Linked DNA regions of Callithrix jacchus: region 1 is linked to region 2. Evidence: chromatin contacts called from public Hi-C data. All regions are on one chromosome and are shown on one strand. The core of a region is the stretch at or near the end of the contact, and the rest is flanking DNA. Distances in the headings are between cores, read along the strand shown.

Region 1 (5,885 bases), core at 200-2,699, 270 kb after region 2:
GTTAGAGGAGAAAAAGATACACACGCACAATGACATATAAACGTCACCCGTGTGATGGAGTCCGGGAGGTTCCCACGGTTGCTGATCTTCAGAGGCCATTGATGGCAAAGAACAATCCCACTGTTCTCAGATCAGATTTCTCTGCTCAGAGGCTTCAACTGATGAGGCATCTCTGGTGCAGCATGTCTCCACTGTGACTCTTTTGTCCCGCTCACAAGAGGGAAAGACAGGTGTTTCTATTTGGGTTCTGCCACTTAACAGCAGAGGCTGGGGAAGTTACTGCACCTCACTGTGGCTTTGTTTCCTCATCCATAAAATGGGAATAATAATATGGAGCCCCTAGGTTTATGTGGATATTAAGTGAGGAAATACATTTAAGGGATTAACCGTTCTCAGCCATGGTAAATGCCAAATACATGCTTATCATCATCACTGCTATTACTTAGGCTTGTCTAGTCTCAGTGTTCTATGAAAGTCTGCCACCAGGCCAGAAACAGTGGCTCATGCCTGTAATCCCAGCACTCTGGGAGGCCAAGGGGAGGGAATCCCTTAAGCCCTGGAGCTCAAGATCAGCCAGGGCAACATGGTAAGACTGTCTACACACATTAAAAATGGCTACTTTCATTATTACTACTACAATGAAGGAAGCAAGACACATATAGTTACATATACAATATTACTTTAAAATTGCTAAGCACACATATAGAAAGAAAAAAAGGCTGGAAAAAATGCAGGGGTCCCTGTGTGAGACCCGCTCATTCTCACTTCCCTGAGCATTCCAGCAACTTGGTACTTTTAACACACACACACACACACACACGTGTAAAATAAGAGAGATAGCCACCAAGCTTGGGTGACAGATCCCAAAGAACACAAGTGCCCCCAGTAATTACCCTGTGCACCCCAAATCCCAGGGAGGCCCAAACGATCCTTAGCCTCCAAGGAGCTTGCCTCCTTTTCAGGTGGTGCCTTGGAAGGGGCAGGCCAGCCAGACAACAGTGGTAAGGGCCCAGTGTTTCTGCCAGGAGGTGAGAAAACAGGAGCACAGGCACAAGGTCCTCTGGACTTTGCAGCTTGTCTGACATGCCCTTCAAGATAGGAGAAAAGCAGACGGTCATAATGAGAGGCCCCAGGCTCAAAGGCTTCTGTGGGATGAATGGAATAAAAGAGGAAACCTCCACGCCATCTCAGGCTGAAAAGCTCATCCTCCCCAGTTCAGATAATGCACACAGAAGGCAGCTCACGCCTGTCTCCCATTTGGAGAAACAGCTATTTCCAAAGCTTCTGAACCACACTCCACTGTGCCTTGGAAAAGGAACGTGTAAGTAACGGTTTGCAAGCTGCCAAGAGCGTGGGTTTCACAGCGCACATTGCAAAGCTCACGCCTGTCACTGCAAGACGACAAGTGTGCTCTCCAAGTCTCTCTCTCCCCTTCTAGATCTTAAAGGGTTACGCCTGGAAATTGCCTCGCTGTGCTTCTGGGACAGTATGAAGGATGACTGCCATTGCCACGGTCAGCTATGACAGCGCCAATTTGATGTGCTGCCATCAAGGGCCTTCTAAGAGCTGAGCGCCCTGATGGTTTTGTGATGCGAATAGTCACATTGCAAAATGGTTTTCCTCTCCCGCTGCCTCTGCCTCCATCTGCTGCTGGGCTAAAGGCACAGCCGGCTGCCTGCCTGTCACAGCATGTATTAAAATTAGCTGGGGAGGAGGCACTCAGTTGTGCTAATTACATTTTAATCATTGGAAATGTGTTGGCAAATCAAGCCTTGATTGCCATCTCGGAGTCTGTCTCCTCCAGCAGAGTGGAGGGGCTGTCTGCATTCGGCAGGGCCTGCTGGGCTTTCTCCTTTCACAGAAGATAGACTGGGGGCCCTGCTGGCCCACCACTGAGACCGCTTTGGCACATTATTAAAAAGCCACAAGGCTTGTTTCAAATCATCCCTGTGTGAGACCCGCTCATTCTCACTTCCCTGGGCATTCCAGCAACTTGGTACTTTTAACTAGAGCTTTAGTGGGCTGCTGTACCTTGCAGGCTCAGAGTGTGTGTGTCGGAAGAGGGGGGCAAGGGCGCAGGAGGCTGCAATCATGTCTTCCCAGCACCTGGGATCAAGACAGGGCCTGCTGACATAAGGCACTGTCCCTTGAGAGTGGACCGTGACCACGGCAGGCGCTGAGCCAGCAGGGCTGTGGTAGCAACTGGGATGAGGCTGTAGGCGAGAGAACATATTTTGTAGGCCGTTGTGGGTTGCTGGATGGGTTCATGGAGCTGAAGATCATTGCTTCTTCCTGGAGTTAGGGAGCCAGTAGTGAATTAAGCTCTGTGTTCCAAGAGGCAGGAAAACCCAAGGAGAGCCCCTTTTCAAGCAAGCAATGCCTGCTACTGCTGACAGGTGCCAGAAGCCAAGAGGAGAGAGAGAGCATTGAGCTTGGTCAAGGCCCATTCAAAAGAGCCCACCTAGAGCAAGCTGCTTATTCTTGCTCACCAAAATGGGCTGAGGGTGCAATCGTTCACATTAGAGGTGCTCACTAGTGGGGGACTTCCTGTTTCCTGGGGGCCTGTTACACACAGGACACAGAAAGAGAGTCCAGATGATATAAAATATGAAACCTACCTTATCTCCTATGTGTGACAGGTTGCTGTGGGTTGTGCTATTGAAGGCAAATACTATTGAAGGTTTAGTTACATTTAATCAGACTGGAAAGTGACAAATCACATGTATCTTCCTTTGTAAAAACTTGCTCCTGTACCATAAATTACAGATTATATTACAGTGTCTAAGAGAAAATCTGAGTGAGAAAAAAAGACATCTGCATGACAGCACAAACTAAAACCTTACGATAACATATGAAGGAGCCAGCCAGGGACAAAAGATCCACAGAGCCACTGTAACCACAGAACCATTCTTGAGTGGGAAAGAAGGGCTTCTCTCTCACATATAAGGTTCAAAGAAAAGCAGATTTCAAAGTCAAGCTTCAGAGAGGTCTGAAAGGATCAGGGCAGAACTCAGCCACTGGCACTGTATGAGGACAACAACATTCATTTCTGGATTGGTTAATGTCTGTGTGTGCGCCCACAGAAAAGCACCAAGAACCTTACATATGGTCTGATCCAGCCCACACAAGGCTTGTTTTTCCCTGTAACCATTGATTTGCTCTCCCTGTAATTGTGACATAGCCACAATATAGATGTTTCCCCACCAAAACAGAAGAGAGAAAGAGAAAGTGCTAGAGATGTTGGGGTTGCTGTGACCTTGTAACAACCTATGGAATGGAGCCGCTTAGGGTAGCCACCTGGGAGCCAAACGCTGCAGATGACTAGATCCTAAACAATTGATGTACCAGAACACTTTTTTTTTTATCTGCAGGAGTAGAAGTCACACAAAATACTCTATGTGGTTTTCCTGTTTCACTGACTTCACATGGTCTAGTTTCAATTGCATGAAAACATGGAAATCTTAATAAGCCTACTACCATCACTGTATATGCGACTACTTCCTCAAACTATGCAATGTCCTTGCATATATTCCATCAGCTCATGCTTCAGATTGTGCTGTTAGGCAAGCAGGGCCGGCAGTCTGACTGTAGTTTCTAGTTGACATAAAGAAGAAATCAGAGAGGGGAGCATGACTTGTCCAACGCTCTACAGCTAGTGGTGGCAGCACCAGGACTAAAGCCTAGGCGGCTCCCAACCTTCATCTCATCTTTGTCATGAAGGCATTGTCATCGGGTAATGGGACAGAGACCTATGAAGGCCACAGAAAGGGTATAAGAATGTCTGAGGTGGGGCTCCTTGAGGATTGGCAGGTTAGGTGAACAGACCTCTCTCGGAGGAGTTGACACTTACCTCTGAGGGAAGAGGTGAGAACCCCGAGGAATAAACTATTTACTCTGTGTTAATATGCTGCCATAAAATAATGACATCAACCCAGTCCCAAACTGAAGCCCACCAACTTTGGAGCCACTGACTGGGAGACTTGGTAACCTTTGTTCCAGGCTGTAAAGAAATCAGACAGTCCAGGAAGCTTATTAAGTAAACTAAAGACCAACTGTAACTCCTGCTTTGAGACCTGGAGATTCACCCCGGTAGCCACTGGGGTTAAGCTATACACCTGTTCCCCTAAAAGCATCCTCTCATGCAGTCGAAGCCTGAGACAGCGATGGGACAGACATCCGTAACTAACAAGCCCTTTCAGTGTGTGTCAGGCAACATATTTTACCACCCCCTTTCCATGCCATATACTCTCTTTCTGGGCAGTGAGGAGAATCCTCTTTCTCTACTTTGAGGTCTCATAATTGTCTCCCCACTGCTAAACCTCCCTCCTGACGTCATGTTCTGGAGGCCTGTCAGATAAATGCAGGCTTAATATGTCTGGCATCCAGTTTGTGACCAATTTGCAAATGCCTCTTGCCTCCCAGTTCTAAGGGACAGAGTTGATTCAGTATTTGTGCCCAGATCACCCATGTAAAAAAATTCCAATTCTGCCAGTCCCACTGCTGATTATCCCCGATAGGAGGAGGTCACTAATTGTATGTTCATCTGTACAGAAGCTTTGCTGGTGTTTTGTTTGGAAAATGTCTCCCCTCATTGAGTCCTTGGAAGAGCATCACAAGTAGTTCACTGCCTGTGGACCCGTTACCCTACATGATGGGCCAATGAACTTAGCTTTAGGGAGTGCTGGGGAAAGGAAGATAATGTGCACTGACAGCCTACTAGGTGCCGGGCAAATTCTTCCATGCTTTCGTACTCAACCTTTAACCCTACAAGGAAGGTAGAATTATTCTCTTATAAATACACGGGGAGATTTCAGAAACGTTACGCAGCTCCTTAGCATTCAAATCCAGAATGATATGACTGAAGATCCCATGTTCTTTTCATTCTAAAAGCAGTGTGTAAAAAAAAAAGTTTAAAAAGAGGCCAGGCATGGTGGCACATGCCTGTAATCCCAGTGCTTTGGGAGGCTGAGGCAGGCATATCACTTGAGCCTAGGAGTTCAAGACCAGCCTGGGCAACATGGTGAAATCCCATTGCTACAAAAATCAGCCGGGTATGGTGGTGCACCCCTCTAGTCCCAGCTATTTGAGGCTGAGGTGGGAGGATAGCTTGAGCCCAGGAGGTAGAGGCTGTAGTAAGCTGAGATTATAACACTGCACTCCGGCCTGGGTGACAAAGTGAGACCCTGTCTCAAAAAAAATTGTTGAAAAAGAAAATGTGTTTAGCTATTTGGAGGGCTTAGACAGGAGGATCGCTTGAACCTGGGAGGTTGAGACTACAGTGAGCTGAGATCACACCACTGCCCTCCAGCCTGGGTGACAAACTGAGACCTGCCTCAAAAAAAAAAAAAAAAGAAAAGAAATTGTGTTTCGGTAACTCTAAGGAGGAATGAATGAGAAATGGGCATGAAGGTAAAAAGACATTGCAGGTTTATATCAAAAACAAGCAGCTTCTACGTCACCTCTCAGGATAACCCCCCAGGGATATTACCCGCAATAAAGCCAGGTTCTTTGTCAAATGGAAAGTAGGAAACATTGCAACCCCTTTGATGTCTTTTCTGACTCCCTCTACTTGTTTTCATAGAGCTTCTGGCTCCCCAGACTTTTCACCCAGGTCCCTATCCAGGCTGGTTGCCCAGACCATCTCTGGCTCTAATGTAGACCCTTCAGCAATCATTTACCAAATACCTCCTCTGTTTTAGGGTAGAGAAATGAGTAAGACACAGGTGCCACCTGCCTAGAATAACTTGAATTCTAGATAGGTGAGATAGTCATTTCAGAAATCTGGAACATTCCAGTTACCTAAATACACAAGGCTGTTTGAAGATGAGCAAAGACTTGCTTTTGCTCATATTGGAATCACCACTGGGAACAGGACTGCTCGGATA
Region 2 (5,554 bases), core at 240-2,739:
ATGCAAAAAGCATAAACATACCTTGAAGATCTTGTTGAAATTTTTTGTCTAAAAATTAAAACAAAACAAACAAAAAAAAAGCATAAACAGGGAAAGGAAACGGTTCCTGACCAAGTTTTTATTTGCACTTGGTGTATGTGTATGCGTGTTCCAGGGAAAAGGACAGAGCTGAGGGTAAACAGGCCTTTTGCTCTGCCACCTTTGTCAGCTCCACTGGGCTCCACATGGGATTCTCAAACAGACACTGTGGTGATCCTCGTGTGTGAACCAGACTTGAAGATGTCATTACTATGACGCCGACCAGCAGGTTATTAAGGAAGGAAGTCTGAGCGGACATTCAGAGAGGCTTTGGAGTGCATCTTCGATTGAAAGCTTTCTGAGCCCTTACTTGACTGATACAAGTAGTAAGGCTGGACACCATGCCTCTTGCGACTGAGAAAGGGGTGTCTCAGAAAGGCCTCCACAGAAAAACACTCCTAAGATGACGACGGGAAGCATTCTGGATCCCTCCTGTCTCCCAACCAGGTGGTTACAACTGCGGCCGACCACTGTCCTAACAAGTCAGGCTTCTTCCTAAAATCTTAAGGGGAAACGACACGAGTACCCTTTGCTTTTCCTCAATGAACTTTCCTTCTACTTAGGCTTTTAGAACATTTGTAGAAATGATGTGGTTCCTTGGGTCTTGATCTTGGGAATGTTTACCATTTTCGTTGCTTTCAGAAAATAGTATGCATTTCCTTGTATTACCTGGATCATTTTCCTGGCTTTCCTCCCCCCGCTTAATCTAATGGAAAACAGGTGAGCCCAGAGTGAGCAGGCGAGTGGAGCTCTTCCTTCTTTTTTCTCTTTTTTTTAACACGGGGCACCTCTACCCGCTACAGACTTGAAGATTTTACTCACTTCCTTTTATCCCCTCGGCCCGGTTTTGGAGGGTAGGGGCATGAAGTGGTTGAATCTAAAACTGACAGAAAACCATAGCTCTCTTTTGGCTGCTTTTTATTTAAGGGGAAGGGGAAGAAGTTTTTTTTGTTTGTTTTGGATGTAAAAAAATATTGCTAGAAGCCGTAGTTGGCGTTTAAAGAAAAGTTAAATAAGAGAAACAGAAAGGAGGCGGGAACGCGGAGAATAAGGAAAACTTATAAAAGCCGTGCTCGCAGGCGGGGTGGGTCCCAGCGGATCCCGCTCCAGGTCCCCCCTCACTCCCTTCGGACGCAGACCCCGGGGGCCGCCCTCCGCGCCCGCACAGGCGGGAAGGGAAGGGGGGCTTTCGAACAGGAAAAGAGAAACCTCCTGCAAACTTAAGCGCGAGTTCTTTCACCCGCTGCCGAACCCGAGCCCAGATCTCCTTCCGATTCCCTGGCAACGCGTGCAGGCGGGATTCCGACCTCGGCGCGGGGGAAGCGTGACCCCAGGAGCCGCCAGCGCCGCGCCGCGCCGCGCCAGGGCCCCCAGCTCCAGCGGACGCAGGCCCCGGCCCCCTCCCCGCATCGGAACTCGGTGGCGAACGCCAGGCCCTCCCGGGCTGACCGCACAGCTCCGGGCCCCGCGCAGCCGCTCCCCAGCCGAGCCGGGCCGGCCAAGGGAGGAAAGTACAAAGGCGGGCGACAGGGCCGCAGAGGGGGGAGAAAAGCAGGGAGGAGGGGTGGCGAAGGGGGCCTTGGGCGCGCCGGACGCGAGGAGCCCGCCCTGGCCACCCCTGCCCGCCGGCTCGGCCGCCGCAACAAAAGACCCCCGACCCGGCCGCCTCCCTTCCGACCGCAGGTGGCGGGTGAGCGAGCCGCGCCCCGGGGGCTGCATTACCTGGTCGCAAAGGGTCAAGCGGTCCGGTCAGCCCCAAGTTCATGGTTTGATTCCTTAACAGGGCTCCAGAAGGGCGATCGTCAGAGACCAGGAGGAAACCACCAAAACACACGAAGAGAAAACGCCCAACTCCCGACCCGGCTCCGTGCACAAGAGTCTCTGGGCTGCTTCCTCGCCGAAGTCCGAGAGCGAAGGCACCGAACCAGATCCGAACGGGGCAGCAGCTTCGGGGCGGCGGAGAGCCTGCGCCGCGCGCACACATCCAGCGCGGCCAAGGCCCCGAGCGGCGGGAGGAGCTCGCCCGCGGAGATCGCCCGGCCCACGCTTGCCGCTGTCTCCCGGCTGCTCCTGCGGCGCGCGGGGCCGGGCGGGCGCGGCGGGGGCTCACGAGGCACGTCCGGGGCCGGCTGGCGGGAGGGCGAGGCAGAGAGGAGCGGCCCAAGCCGCCGCCGTGGCGCGCGGAGCTAAGAGCGAGGCGGCGGCGGCGACAGGACAAAGGAGACCATGTGCGGAGGGAGGGAGGAGGGAGAGGGAGGAGGAGGGCGCGCGGCGGCTTCTCCTCGGCAGCCGCCCGGGGCTCCCCAACAGCCGGTCCCGCCTCTCCAGCCGCGCCGCGGGTTGCTCGGTCCTGAGCCTGCTGCCTCCGCGGCGCTGGGGGGAGCCGTTTCGGGAGTTTAGATTTTGTGCGGATCTCGCCGGCTCGCGGCCCGGGAGGCGCTGCAGCAGCTGGGGCACGGGGTGGCGGCGCCTCTGGCCGGAGCTTGCGGGCTGGCGGGCGAGCGCCCGGCGATGGCTGGGGTCCGGCCCGCGTTCGGCTCGCGGGCTCCTGCCTCTCCCGCCGGTTCACAGCTCAAGTGAACTCCATCGGCGGCCGCCGCAGGCGCCCTGGCTGGACGGTGGCAAGTGCGGGCGGCGGCGGCGGCGGCGCGGGGGGCCCTTGCTCCGGACTTCACTCCCCGACTGCGCGGAGCGCGCCTCCTCTAGACGCTCGCAGCTCTCGGAGCGGGACTTCCTCGGCGCGCCGAGCCCGAGCCGCCCGTGCCACCGCCCCTCCTCCGTCCCGCCCCACGCGCCCCGCCCCTCGCCGCCCCTCCTCTCGGCCCCGGCGCCGGGTCGGCCCTACGGAGGCGAGATCCCCGGGCGCTACATCGACAGCTGTTGCTCCCCGCGTGGCTCAGGCCCTCGAGTCCCCCCGCCCCGGCTGACTTCCCCGTGGGCGGGCGCGGCGGGAACTGCACCTATCCTTGCCCTCCCCGCAGTTGCTGCTTCCATGATTGTGCCATGCCATGCCAGGGAAAGGCTACTAGGCCCGAAGCCTGGGGTTGAATTGCCACCAAGTCAGTCACATCTGCAAAGAGCAGTCTCTCTGGGCGGTTGTGAGGGTTCAGTGGGAATGTCATATATGTGAAAGGCCTGTCACAGTAGGCGCTCAATACAGAATAATAATTGCATTGAGGAAAATGGAGAGGAGGATCAGGGTCTGGGTCTCAGAACACTAAGGTCTTCACCTAACCTCCTTCCCCACCACAGCCGACTAAGCGCAGTGTATTCGGTTTCATGAATAAGTGAGAGCATGAACTGGCCACTTACAAATCCTCTCCTCTCAACTCCTCACAGCCTCTGACATCTGCACACTCTGCATCCACAAAAGGGGAGCCTGTTGCTTCCCCTGGCATCCACCAATGTAGGGAAAGAATAAAAGCAATGCCAAAGCCTCACTACGTGGGCAGCAGTTATGCCTATCATCCTAACCTGTATCATGTCTGTGTCCCCTGGAGCAAAGTGCAGTGCCTCAAGAGGGTGTGGGGTTCCCCTGAGCAAGCCACTCCCACCAGAATACACCTGGGGAGAGGAAACCCTCTGAAAACATCTGGAGTTTTAACTCCACACCTGCAGCTTGATAAGGTCCCTCCTTGGTGCACAGGAAAAGCTGCTGCAATTTTCCCAGTACAAGAAAAAGGGCAAGCAAGGCCTAGCTTGCAACTGGTAGGGTTCTGGGGTACAGCAGGAACACCAGGGTGGGGTGAGAGGAAAATTGCAGTTCCTGAGTCCCCTCCCAGTGCTACTGTTACCTGGAGTGTGGCTGTGAAGAGGGGAAGGGAATGGGGTTGGGAGAGATGCATGCCACATACGAATGACATGCAGACTGAGAGTAATGATGGCTGTTCCTTGACTCTTTGAAGTTGCATATCTATCACTATTTGATTTCATGGTACTCTTGAAAAACCTCTCAAGTTAAAAAAATGGGGGGGGAGTGCTTGCTGTATGGCATACTTCCCCATTCTCTAGCCTCTAATTTTGGAAATAAGAAGCCCTGTCTCTTTCTAGCCTCAGCATCCCCTCCCCCAAACCCGTAGCACGATGTGGTGTTATCCAAGTCTTTTTAAAAAGATAGGTAATAGTGATTTTTCTCTAGCACTGCCTCCTGAGAAGTCAAAAGAAAAGGCATCTCAGAAGGTGTAGGTTTGGAGATGGATTTTCCAGTTGCTTACAAGATGTCACAGAACCCAGCTGTGCTCCTCAAGCAAGGGGGCATTCATTCTGAAGCTGTTTATACAATACCAACATAGCTCAAAGGCACACATGAAATGTTCAAGAAAAGACATTAAAAGGTGTTTCTTTTGGAACAATCAAAATGGAGCAGGCAGTTTTCTTATCTTGTTGCTCTCGCAAAATGAGTGTCCCAGGGAAGAAACTGCCTGAGCTTCTGCTGGATCCTCTACAGGGTAAACTGAGAGCACGATGGCCTGGCAGCTTAGCTGACCAGCTGAAAGCACTTGGCTCTCCAGGGTGCTTTCATCAGGTGGCACTTCTGACACTTAAGCCTTGCATTAAGATTGTCATCAGGCTGGGCGAGGTGGCTCACGCCTGTAATGCCAGCACTTTGCAAGGCTGAGGTGGGCTGATCACTTGAGGTCAGGAGTTCAAGATCAGCCTGGCCAATGTGGCAAAAACCAATCTCTACTAAAAATACAAAAATTAGCTGGGCGTTGTGGCCGGTGCCTGTAATCCCAGCTATTTGGGAGGCTGAGGCAGGAGAATTGCTTTAGCCTGGGAGGCAGAGGTTGCAGTGAGCTGAGATCACGCCGTTATCATTGCACTCTAGCCTGGGCAACAGAGTGAGACTGTGTCTCAATAACAACAACAATGACAGCAACAAAAGATTGTCATCAATGGTTATCAGGGATTAGGCCTCAGAGGACGACCTTGGCCAGATCTGCATGTGTCCCTATTTGATGATCTGCCATCAAGAGGAACCTGGGAACACCAAAACCCAAGCCTCTGACCACTGTGGCCACCTCCAGTCCTGCTCCCTGGGAGCCCCTGGCTGGCCCAGTTGCAGCACACTACCCACTGGGACCTTTCTTCATTTCTCAACCTCTCTCTAGACCCACGAATGAGCCCATTCTGCCTGGTTTCCAAACTGCTCTATTCCCCATGCTTTCTGGAAGTAGGGATGGGAAAGAATGTCAAAATTGGAGGGAAACAGGTACATGACAGTGTCAGAAGTAGGAAGAAGGAGGAAAGAAAAAAAAATAGATAATCCATATATCAGGTGATGAATCCAGGTCAGAGGGCTGACTTTCAAGAATCAGGATGATTTTTTTGTTTTGTTTCCTTGAGAAAGTTAACTTCCTTTTATTGAGATTTTAATATAGAGATTCCAAGTCAAAGGCTGGAAGCTACCCTTTCTGTTACATGCAGGTGGAGAAACATACTACATACTAGCGGCCTCTCAGCATCATCTTTAGCC

Evidence for each region. Hi-C and Micro-C count contacts between places; a contact is called where the count stands out from the background.
Region 1: a Hi-C map of skeletal muscle shows a contact between it and region 2, with 5 times the contacts expected there. The contact joins two enhancer-like sites. A contact is called at or near these places in 2 of 3 Hi-C or Micro-C datasets (both in skeletal muscle).

What each region holds. Positions count from the first base shown.
Region 1 is chr2:5,916,607-5,922,491 of calJac240_pri, forward strand. All of the region lies in intron 4 of AUTS2 (activator of transcription and developmental regulator AUTS2), which reads right to left. Among named protein-coding and RNA genes, the nearest start is that of GALNT17, 640 kb to the left of the region's middle. Within about 2 kb of position 1,450, at least 3 of the 16 cell types and tissues checked have an H3K27ac peak or open chromatin away from gene starts, as enhancers often do. A contact at or near this core is called in skeletal muscle, where this site is marked.
Region 2 is chr2:5,644,697-5,650,250 of calJac240_pri, forward strand. All of the region lies in intron 5 of AUTS2 (activator of transcription and developmental regulator AUTS2), which reads right to left. Among named protein-coding and RNA genes, the nearest start is that of GALNT17, 370 kb to the left of the region's middle. Within about 2 kb of position 1,490, at least 13 of the 16 cell types and tissues checked have an H3K27ac peak or open chromatin away from gene starts, as enhancers often do. A contact at or near this core is called in skeletal muscle, where this site is marked.